Linked DNA regions of Zea mays: region 1 is linked to region 2. A link is a contact called in public Hi-C data. All regions are on one chromosome and are shown on one strand. The core of a region is the stretch at or near the end of the contact, and the rest is flanking DNA. Distances in the headings are between cores, read along the strand shown. Region 1 holds the start of LOC100276814. Region 2 holds the start of LOC542537 (elongation initiation factor5A).

Region 1 (6,413 bases), core at 1,406-3,905, 220 kb after region 2:
TGCACCCGCAGACAGGGCAAGTTGTGGCTTCCATTTGGAGAAGCCAACGGCTCCTAGGCCCCTTGGAGCTATAAAAAGGACCCCTAGGCGCCTTGAAGCAGTACCCTTGCATCTCAAGAGCTACGCATCATTCTGATACGCTGGGACCACGCTTTTGAGTGATTCAGGATAGATTTGAGCGTTGTTTTGAGTTGTAAGTTTGTCACTGTGTTCTTGCACTCTTGTCTTTGCATCTCTTGTGTGCTGTGATTTGCTCTTGTGTATGCGTTCTTTCTCCCTCCCTTATCCTGGTTTTGATTGTGATCATTCTGTAAGGCTGTGAGAGACTCCAAATTGTGGAGATTCATCACAAATAGGATATCGATATATAATAAAGAACCGTGGTACTCAAGTTTGATCTTTGGATCACTTGAGAGGGGTTAAATGCAACCCTCGTCCATTGGGACGCCACAACGTGGAGTAGGCAAGCATATTATGCTTGACCGAACCACATGATAAATTTGTCGTGTTTCTTGTGTTATTTACTTTACTGCAATTTTTCTCTTCTAAAGTTATCTAATCTCAATTGCAATATTGCTCTAAGTCTAATTTATATCTTGATAGAGCAAGCAAGTAAAGAGAACATCTCTCTTTCTCTCCTCTCAAAATTGGTTTAATTTACTCTAACTCTAACTTTTAAACCAAGTTTGTGTTTTTTAAGTTATATTTCGCAGGATCACATATTCAACCCCTTTAGGTGGCCTCATAACTTCAAATCCCACTTTCGTTTTGTTTAAGAACTACCTAGGCTGGTCAATCATAGATTAGGGAGCTCGTTTTTGGTTGATCTTGTGTAAGGTGCATTTCTGAAGATTCTCAAAAAGCAAAGTTAGATAGAACATTTATTGAGTTTTCACTCTAATTTCTTCTGAAAAGTTCGAATATAAATGATCTTACTCTCTGTACCCAAGTTGGAGTTGGTATATAGAGCTTCAGTCCTTAATTAAGCTTTTGTTCCTACGACCAAATCTTGAAGAATTTGTGTGCCTATAAAATCCAACAGGAATCTAACCTGCTTCTAACACTCTAAAATGTTCAGTGACAGTTGAGGCACAACGACACTTCATTTTGGAAGTTTCCATTTGGATATTTAAATATATTCTTCCTTGATTGCAATCTATCATGTCTTGCTCTTCAAAGTACCTGAAGTCCTGGACATCAGTTTTCTTGTCATGCTTCAACTCTGGCTCACAATTTATGCAGTCACTAATGGTTCAGATAGTTATTTTGCATTGCCTTTAGACTCAGCCAAAAAGCCAATTTTTGATATGCCTTAGTATACTTAAGTGTGTACTGCAAGACTAGGTTCATTTTTAGCTCAAAGTACTCTAATTATTTATCCGAACTTTCTCAAGTTCACAATTCGAAAATTGTAGTTTTTTTCCTGTATTTTTTCTTTTTAAGTTAAACTTTCCAATTTGAGGATCACTCAGTCTTCCTTATCGATGCTTGTCTAGGCTCATGGGCCTTATGTCCAAAAACTTAGCTGGTCTCAAATTACCTGTTGCTTACATAAATTTTCCAAAACTCCCACCTGACCAACCATTTGCAGGTTTTAGGCATGATAATGCAATGGCTGTTGACAGATACACTTGCAATTCCACTTTTTATTGTATATCAAGCACCACCTAATAATGTCAAGCTTGTACATCCCATTTTTTCTGTTGTGGTTCAAGGCGGTAATAAAAATCATTCAGAAACCTGCTTCAAAAATAGTTAATCGCTGTTATTTTCAGAGATTCAAAATCTCATACTTAGCCATTTTTTGTCAGACTGCAGACAGTTCAGTCATCTGTTTTTGAACCCTTGAATTAGATTGTCTCTATTGTTATCATTAATAGACAACATGCCCATATGAAGTTAAACTTGTTTTTTGTCTGTTTATTTAATATTTTGAGTGATTAGTATATTAGAATTTAAGAATTTCTTAGTGGGTACGGATTAATCGAAATAAAATTATCCCGTGGTATGTGTAGATTTTATCTTCGGGAGCATATATGGGTAACCCGGTGGGTAGAATTTTTTTGATGGGTATAAGTATGAAATGGTATTGCCCGAGCTCGGAGAAAACGACGCCTGTCCGAGCTCAGAGAGCGAACGCAGGGACAAGGTTTGCGCGAGCGGGGGCATAGTGTAGCAATGTGAACGCCCACTGTTGGTTATTATAGAGTAGTAGAGATTACTATACTCCACCACTTTAAGTAATATTGTTTGTAAAATATATAGACCAACTAGAAATGTTAGATCTAAGAAGGATCACAATGATTTAGGTCCCGTTTGGATAGAGGGACTAATCTTTAGTTCCTAGTTTTTAGTCTCGTTTAGTCTTTATTTTGCCAAACAGTAGGACTAAAGTAGGGACTAATTGGATTTAGTCTCTAGTCCCTCATATGAGTGCTAAAAGGGACTAAAGAGCAACATTTACTCTAATTACCCTTGCTAGAAAATTAGTATCAAACAAAAAAAAGGGCATTTTAGTCTTTATGTGTTGTATTTAATATATTTAGAATCTGTTTAGTCCCTACAGCCAAACAGAGTATGGACTAAAATTTAATCTCTGAACTAAACTTTAGTCCTAGAACTAATGAAACCAAACAAGTCCTTAATATATGCAACATATAAACTAAACTGTCATGGACATCCGATATGTTGTCTTCCTGACCTCATCACGCCCGCTCATCTCAAAGATCTCAGCCGCCGTCGTCTCCGTCGCTCCGCCGCACCTCCCCCCATCACCGCCTCTCTAAAACCCTAATCCCTAGCCGCCATGGCGGCTGTTGCGGCGGCCACCTCGCACCTCCTACGCCACCACCGCAACCCCCACCTTCTCCTCCTCCGCGCAGCGATCTCATCCTCCCGTGCTTTGCCCCAGCAGCCGGAGCTGTCCCCCGACCCGACCGCCGGCACCCCCGACCTCGCCGGCGCGGCCCCACTCCCTCCAAACCCCAGCACGGGGAGCCCCTTCTACACCCAGAACTGGCGCAACCCAGCCGCCGCCAACCCGCCCTCCTCGCTTCTGCCCACCGTCGTCGCCGGCAGCCCCTTCGGGGCGCAGCACTTCATGGCCGCCTTCTACGATGCACCCGACGTCACGGGGCTCAAGGAGACGTTCGCCAAGTATATGGCGGAGCAGCGGTGGGAAGACATGAAGCATCTGTTCGACCACTGGGTGCGCTCCCTCGACGCCGCCACGGGGAAGCCCAACCACCCCGACGTCGACCTCTTCAATCACTACCTCCGCGCCAACCTCATGACCAGGGCCCTGCCGCACGAGATGCTCGATCTCGCTGACCACATGCTCGAGTTCGAGCTCCAACCCAACGCTGCATCGTACAACCTCGTGCTCAAGAGCATGGTCGCCAGCCAGGAGACCGAGGGCGCCGAGAAGCTCATTGAACGGTGAGTGCGCTATTCTTGTACGGGCGGCATTGTCGTTGCCAATGAGGCATTCTGATTTCTGTTCCGGCACCTAGTTTTGTTTACCGTACTTATAGGTGACGACCTATAATGGTATAACCTGTAAAACCCGGTGGCCACTGACGTTTGACATTCACGTGAGGATATGCAGCAAGCTCAAATGCGGTAATGAGAAGAGGACACGTTCTTCTATTACTCATTGTGTTATCAGAATTCGAATAGCGTTTCAGTCTTACAACGCAAGCTTAAGGAGTACACCTTCTCGGCCCCCTACTGTCATAGACTCAGTAAATAAAAGGTAACGGTGCTTCTCTAGTTAGAAGACACCTGCTGGCTCATGTGCCTTCTCACTCTGTTGTGGTAGTTGGCTTGGCAGCTCCCCTCTCCGAAGATCCTGCGTGTCCCCAAGCAGGGGCGTTTGAGAAGCCCTCACACAACACATTGTAATCCTCCCAGGTAGCGGATGCCTCCGGAAGACGGGCTCATTTGATCAGCACCTGTGATACAGCTGCATTGCCCTTATTCACCGGACGGCGATCGAGGACATGCTCAGGTATCGCGGAGGCAGCCTCGCTGTCGGTGGTGTCCGGAAGATCGGAGTAGACAGGGGTGTGATTTGCAACAGAAGACTTGATCTAGAAGACATGGAAAACAGGGTGAATCTTAATGTCAACTGGTAACTCCAAGCGATAAGCCATTGCCCACTCGTTTCAGGACTTTGAACAGGCCAAAGTACTTGTAAGAAAGCTTTGAGAAAGGCCTGTTAGCCAGTAGCCACTGAGGATCGAGTGTATGGTTGAAGTTTCATTAAGACCTGATCGCCTACTTGGAACTGCAGGTCTGAACGTTTCCTGTCAGACATTGTTTTCATCCTGTTCTGAGCATTAACAAGATGGTGTTTCAGAGGTTTGAGGTGTAACTCTCTGTTCTCCACTAATTCAGAAACATTGACTGGAGTGTCATTCGGAATGCTAAGTGTGACGCCAATGTTAGCTTCAACCCCATAGAGAGTTTTGAATGGAGAACAGCCCAAGGATTTTTGATAAGAAGAGTTATACCACAACTCTTCCAGTGAAAGCCAGGCTTTCCATGTTTTAGGAGCATCTTGAACTCCACGCAAATACATCTCAAGGCATTGGTTTACTCGCTCTGTTTGCCCATCTGATTGAGGGTGATAGGCTCAGCTCATGGCTAGATTGACTTTGTACAGCTTGGTGAGCTCCTCAGAATGAACTCACAAATATTGTTTCACTGATAATAGAATGATGAAGCCATGCAGTTTGACAATATTCTCCATAAAAAGTTGGGCTACAGAGGTGGCTATGTGTTTGACTGCCATAAAATGAGGAATGAGCAAATTTGGTCAGTCTGTCCACCACTACCCTAATGACATTGTACCCTTGAGATTTGGGTAGTCCTTCAATAAAGTTCATGGACAAATCCATCCAAACACCTTCTGGAATTGGTAGGGGCTAGAGAAGGCCTGCATGCAAAGTGTTAGAATGTTTAGCCTATTGACATATGGGGGGTGTTTGTTTTCAGCTTGAATCCAGCTTCTGGACGCTAGAAATTGTTGCGGATTGCCAAACGCTCAACTTTTTAGCCTGCTTTTGTGAGAATCGCTTTGGTGAAAATCGTCCAAAAATCAACGCGAACACAGAATAGCCCGAGTCCGCGATAGGAGGAATCCGACACTTCTTAGATCCTAAACCCTATGGACCCTAACCCTATTATCTTCCTCTGCACGTAATCTCCACGATACTCAGATTCTCCCTACAACCAGATTCTCAGAAAAGCTCGTCAGAAAAAGCTGAACCAAATATGCCCATACTCTTTTGTGTCTTGTTTCATTTCCTTCCAAGCAAAGTGATTCTTGAGAAGTTGATAAGTGGCCTTAGTTCCAGAGTGACCACCAATAGCACTGGAATGGAAGGTGATTGTTTCAGCTTAAAATTGGATTCTGTCTGTCAGAATCTGATTCTGTCAGCCAAACACCTTCTCAGTCCACTTCTGTGAAAATCGCTCAAATCAATGTGAATATAGAATACGTCGAGTTGTCGTGATGGGAGGAATCCATCGCTTTTTAGATCCTAAATCCTATGGACCCCCTATATCTTCCTTTACACGTAAGCCCCATGATATTCAGATTCTCATGACAGCTAGATTATCCACGAATCCAGATTCTTAAAAAATCTCTTCAGAAAAAAGTTGTATCAAACAGGCCCTTGGTGTGCGGTGCAGAATTCTGGCCAATCCAAAGTTATGATTTGTATCTGATGAGTCCATTGTCCTTATTGTAGCCTGTGGTATTTGGACTTGTAATGTCTAGCTGACTCAACAACTGTTGGGCTCTAGGGTCAGTAACATAGGAGTTGAGGGCTTCTTGAATCCAATCAGGCTTTACCATGGACACAGCTTCGAGAGTGTTGAGGTGAGCTATTCTGGACAATTCACAACAACATTTTCTTCGCCTTTCCTGTACACAATTTTGAACTGTAAGCCCATGAGTCTAGTCATTGTGTTCCTATGCATCTCGGAGTGCAGATTTTGTTCTGAGATATGACAGCGACTTGTGATTAGTGAGAATGGTGAACTCCTGTGTTGCAGATAGTGTATCTACTTCTCTACTGCCATGATCAGTGCTAAGAACTCTTTTTTCGTAGATAGAGATTTGTGTTTTTCACCCATTGCTTTACTCAGAAATGCAACTGGTTGACCCGCTTGCATCAAAACTGCTCCAATCCCTTCTCCACAGGCATCATTTTCCACTGTAAAAGGAGCATGGAAGTTGGGCAAGGCCAGCACCGTGGTCTGTGTCATAGCTAGCTTGAGATTGTCAAAAGCCCCTTGAGCCCGAGTTGTCCATTGAAAAGCTTTGTACTGAAGGATGTTAGCGAGTGGCTTGGCTATTATTCCGTATCCCCTGACAAACTTCTTATAGTAGTATCCTGTGAGTC
Region 2 (5,776 bases), core at 3,227-5,726:
ACGGAAGTGATATCAAGACAAATACGACGAAGTGATATGGAAGGCAAGAAGATTTGAACATATTACTGGCCACCATTTGTGTATGTGTGTGGCTAACATAATTTTTTTCTTTTTTTCTGTTTGGTTTGTGGCCAAATGTGCCACACTTTGCCTAAGGTTAGTCGTTCGAATTGAATAACTAACCTTAGGCAGAAAAGTTAGGCAAAGTGTGGCAACTGAGGTAGTGAACCAAACAGGCCCTATGTGCGTCAGGCAAAGGGAGTGCTTCCAGACAGAGCAACGACCAGTCAGTTTGAAATTTTCTGGATAACATTCAAACATTGCCAAAAAAAAATCACGATAAACAAAATGCGAGAGAGTGGCAGAGTGCTGGTTAGTTTTCAGAAGCCAGATATCGAATTTTAGAACACCAAAAGATGCATAAGCATAAGCATAGCCGTTCGGCTGCAAGAACAGCTGCTGCGCTGCAGCTTAGCAACTAATGCACGCTAGCTGATTGCTAGCAGCGGAACAGCTGCAACACAGCTGATGAAACGAGCAGAGAACACTAAGGGCTTGTTTGGGATCAAAGGTAATAAAGTAGATTAAGAGGCTAGAATCTTTCACTACTCAATCTTAAATAGCGAGAAATTCTAACTCCTTTAATTCTCTTCATTACCTTTTATCCTAAACAAGCCCTAAGGGACGTCCCCGCTACGGCTTCCGATTTTATAGAGCCTCCGAACCCTTCGTAATCTCAAATATACACAATATATATAATATAATGTAGAAAGACTTTTTACATTAGTTTAGTTCAGTATCTCCTAAACTAAGCTTCTTTCTGGCTCCATCCCTGACACTAAGCACGCAGCAGCAAATTCTGGAGGCAACAAGCTCAGAGGGGAAAAGGATCAAACAGAAGACCGCATGCAGGGCATACTTTTAAGTTGCCACATCCTAGTGGCCTATCGAGATACCATCGAAGACAAGAAATAACGTTAACCAAAAAAATTATTAAAGCTTATTCAGTTATAATCACATATGGATTGAATACGATTAGAAAAAAATGTGAAAGATTTAGACTTATTTAGGATTTAAAGACACTCAAGTACATCCAATCCACACGGATTTAGAGCAAAACGAAAAACCTTATCAAGACGTTAGGCTGATGGTTTAGGAAGATCGGAGCGGAGCACATCGAGCCTATGGTCGGTATGTGGTTATGATTGTAGAAAAAAAAAGAGATATATATAAGCCCGTTTAGCAGGGCTTCCACACACCGGCTTAAGCTACAACTTTACGTTAAAATACACAGCATCAACATCTCCAAATGACTAGTTAAATGGCTCATCAAGTCAAAATTTATCTACTCAACAGCAAAATAAATGTTGGACTGTAGATGCTACATATAGAATATAATCTTTATAAAAATGTAAATAGAGAGTTAAAAATTAAGAGTGGTTTAAAGTCGTACCAAACGTCCAACCACATTTTGACATAGGCCTTTTGGTAAAAAAACCTTTTCTATTACATCGGTAAAACCTAAAAAGAGTGGCTTAACCAGACATGTTTTATTTTGCAAAACAGCCTAGAAGTCTGTCTCGAAAAAAAGCTGCTTGCACGGAAAGCCCAAGCCAAAGAGTCCCGTAATACTGTAAGAAGCACAATCGAAAGTAGAAAGCCGAAAACCAGTTCTGGATCCCCAGGCGCAAAGAGAATACTCAGAAACTACAGTATACACCAACACTGGAAGCAGAACAATCGAGCAAAGAGAAAGGTAACCAAAGAAACTTCATGCATTGGATGCAATTCAACCATTCCAAACCAACTTATTGATAATTAATACTAGAAAGTAGAGAGACATGAAAGCATAGAAAATACAGGGTCCAGAATGTAACCACAGATAATGATAAGTCAGGTAGGTACGACACCCAGCAACCCCTTGCACGCTATAGCAAAAGCCAGCTCAAGCCAGGTGAATGTCTCGGTAGCAATCCTTTGGTGATACACTTCTTTTCCGATTTAAGTTGAGATAGAGTAGGGTTCCGTCTCCAAAGCCAAGGAAGTTACTTGGGGCCAACATCCTTCAGCGCGCAGATCTGCTCCTCCCCCATCGCAGACTGGACAGTCACAACAAGATCCTTCCCGCTTTCGAACCCTTCCTTAATCTGAATTAAGGAGCATACAAAATGCAGAAGCATTATAAAAATTAAAAAAACAGTAATTTGAGGTGTATCCGTTAACTCGGCCACAACAGATACAAGTTATGCAAACACTACTACTTTCAATCATCAGAATTGCATTGTCCTAGAAACTCAGTCACAGCACAGACAAGATGCAGAGTGCAGGACTTATATAAAATCATTTTTCAACAAGAATTCATGTCAGTTTAAAAGCAAGCACTTTTGGTGCACTTTCAGCATGTATTCTACGACATGGTTGTCATGTTGCATCATTTGCAAGCAAGTGGAATAGTAGATAGACTAAAAACGCAAGGGACTGTATAGCTCTACAGGGCCCTACTTTCCACAATACTTGTAATTGTAAGAACCAAATCCATTAATCCATTAACAAAATTTAAGGAAGAGAACATACTGAGAAAGCGCATATGACTAAGCTAACAAATAAAACCATCATCGAGAATACTCGGAAGCCAACAAGAAAACTAGCAGCGCTTAGGATGGAAAGCATTTCCATACAGACCTGGGCCACAAGAGTCTCATCAGTTGGGAGTCTAAGATCATCCTTAGTGTTGCCATCTGAAGTAAGAAGGCTCACCTGAAACAAATTAAATTAAATTATAAGACTGAATAACATTTCATCTAAAGAAGATTACAGTTTTACTGTTTAGAGAAACATACAAATCCATCCTCAGAAATATCAATCAGCTGATACTCAGTACGGTTCACATGCGGAATCTAAAAAATATTGAACTTGTCAGTAACATATGAAGTGAACTATCAAAATAACTTTAGCTAAACAGAGAACAGACAGAAATTAACTTACGTCACAGTTGTGTGATGAAGGAACAATATCTTCAAGCTTTTTCCCATTGAATATGTCTATGGCGACAAAGTGGCATTTGGCGTGGCCATGCTTACCAGTCTTGGAGGTAGAAACCTCCACAACCTGTATCATAAGTTTTTTTATCAACCATATTCAACAAACAAACACAATGAAACAGCAACGAGTGTGCAATAGGACTTAGGAGCAAGGAAATTTCAAATAGTTTCAGGCACATCCTCATGAACTGTTGCTGGTATATCACTCAAATCCATCAGAAGCTTACTATCAACTTAGGATGACACCCTAAAATAAAGTAGGGTATGATACCACAGAAGATTTTCAAGGTTTAGAGTTAAAAAAGAGAGAACCTGCTTGGTAATTGCAGAACAAGTGGGTAATTCTCTTTGACAAAGAATTCCCAAACCAAAAGAAACTTCATTTTGACAACAAATTGGTTTTATCAATAAATAGGAAATATAACTTTTCAATTCCAATCCTACACATTCCAAAAAAAATCAATAGCAATAGACAATGTGCTACATCCATCGTGGGGTCAAATCAAAACTATAGCCCCTAGAAAACATCCACATTACAATGGAAATTGGATAACCCTCTGTTCAAACTTCAAAAAAATCACTTCGGTGGTAGCCCACTATAGTTCAAGGGGTACAAACATCATGACCATCATCAAGGTTAAATAATGAGTACCCTTGAATGTTCAATGGCAAGCTCAGGGGTCTACAGAATAAACCAACATGCCAAATAGTTTCCACATTTGTAAAGAAAAAAAAATAAAGCTACAGATTCAGCTACTTGTATTCCTTGAGCGAAATCTACTCTGACCGAATGTCGTTTTTCTGATCTCTTGAAAGACAGATCTGATTTACCACACAAAAACTGTTATTCTGTAAAGCAAAGACCAATCGTAATAACTCCGGCTGGCAATAGCAAAGTCTCGCTTCAACCGGCACTCACACATCTCCTTCACGCTAGCAGGAAATTCCATCCCCATAGTGGGTCAACCATCAAAGGATAACAGTAACGGCACCTATTCCCCACCAGAGACGACTACATCTCCATGTCACCAGTTAACAGCACAACGACGCGGATCGATCCTAATCGATGGAATAAAGCCGATTCCAAATCTAAACACACATATACCTTGCAGGGACGGTTCTTGATGACGATGAAGCCGTTCTTACGGACGGTGCCAGCCTGCTGCGGGTAGGTCTTGGACGCCCCAGCGTCGGCCTTCGATTCGAAGTGGTGCTCCTCCGAGTCCGACATGGCGATCCCTGCCCAAAAAAAAACGAAACAACAAGATCCGGAAATCAGCCTCGATTCAGATTCCCCATATTTCAGGAAACAAGATAAATCACAAATCAAAAAACACAGCACAAGCAAATCTGAGCGGCGGCGGTCAGGATTTCACCTGTCTTGGATGGATCAGGCGGAGGCGGAGGAGCAGAGAGAGAAGAAATGTAGAGGCGCGGATGATAAGCGATAAGCTTCGCCTAGGGTTTCAGGCTTTCAGCATATTTATACTGCTAGCAGCATGTGCACCCACCGCTTCCACCAGAGAGAAGACCATGTGTCTCACTGACTGTGGGGTTCTATGTATAACGGGCCCGCATGTCGGTGGAACGACTTATAGTGCAGATGTTGAGCAAATCTGAGCCGTCAGTTCGGTCAGGTGATCGGACCGTGTACGGCTGCAGGGGCAGGGCATCTTCTCGCGTTTGAATCACGCCACGGACGGCTGAAAGCATGTTTCCGCCTCCTTTTGCTCGCCTTTTTTCCCCTCTTTGCTTTCTTTCCTTTTCATTCCCTCAAGACTTTCCACTTCCCTTTCAGCGTCTCCTGATCAACGATAAGAAAACAATGGTGCGGGAACGTTTACAAAGCTCTTATGATCCGATCGGGTTGAGAACTTGAGATTCGTTGTGAAAACGCACTGTCGTGGGATGTTCATCCTTCATCATGCTTGGTTTACCGTTGACCTGAACGCGCGCGCCGCCGCCGCCGGCTAGGTCTGAGCCGTGGTCATGGGCGAGGCCGTAGTTCGTGGTAGGTCGAGCTTGGTCTAAATATTTCTTTCAAACAGTTATATATTTTGCATTGAGTGATGATTATCATAAGGAACAATTGGATCTATACCATTAAAAGATCCAAACTTTAGATATATATCATGGACCCCACATGTCATTGACTCATGTGGACCCACATGTAAGTGAGATAGTAATGGTATGGATCCAAAGTGGTGATCTTTTAATGGTATGGATCCAAATTTCCCTCATCATAATGACCGTCTGTTTTCTTTCTATAACTAGTAGAAGGACGTCGGTTTATTGCCCTAATGTCTCCTCAGTTTCTGGTTCTAATGGCGTGACCGTTACTGTTCGTTACCCTTCTCCTCTCCCTGAAATCGTCGTCCGCATATGTACACTTGCACGAGTGTGTGGACGATCAGGTTTTTGAGTAACGTACTTGCAACTGCTCGCTTCATCCGCTCTGGTTCTTCGCCGTCGGCGCTGTTTGAGGGACTGCACTGCGTAGACCTGCCTGCATCGAGTTCGTACAATTATATCGAACATACACACGAGATGTCTTGTGTGAATTGGGCCGCTGATACTTTGAGCATCGGTCCCTTCACAGGGAACTTCCTGTTTTCCATACTTTTTGCGTGTCTTTTTTGTGTACTGCTTATACGAATAGTGGTATACATGTCGTCACATAAATTACAATGGTTTTCTGGACTAAATTAAAACTAGTAATGCCTCATTTTCTAACA

What was found. A called contact is a pair of places that touch in the nucleus more often than the background predicts.
Region 1: a contact with region 2 is called in a Hi-C map of endosperm, with 1.9 times the contacts expected there. The contact joins the promoter of LOC100276814 here to the promoter of LOC542537 in region 2. A contact is called at or near these places in 2 of 25 Hi-C or Micro-C datasets (ear and endosperm).

Annotation. Positions count from the first base shown.
Region 1 is chr2:216,325,247-216,331,659 of Zm-B73-REFERENCE-NAM-5.0, forward strand. LOC100276814 reads left to right here and starts at 2,656. Exons shown (of 7, transcript NM_001350172.1): 1 at 2,656-3,438. The coding sequence starts at 2,807.
Region 2 is chr2:216,105,399-216,111,174 of Zm-B73-REFERENCE-NAM-5.0, forward strand. It overlaps LOC542537 (elongation initiation factor5A), which reads right to left and starts at 4,477. Exons shown (of 6, transcript NM_001112080.2): 1 at 4,418-4,477; 2 at 4,147-4,280; 3 at 2,986-3,108; 4 at 2,841-2,897; 5 at 2,683-2,757; 6 at 1,779-2,147. The coding sequence starts at 4,272. The coding sequence ends at 2,046.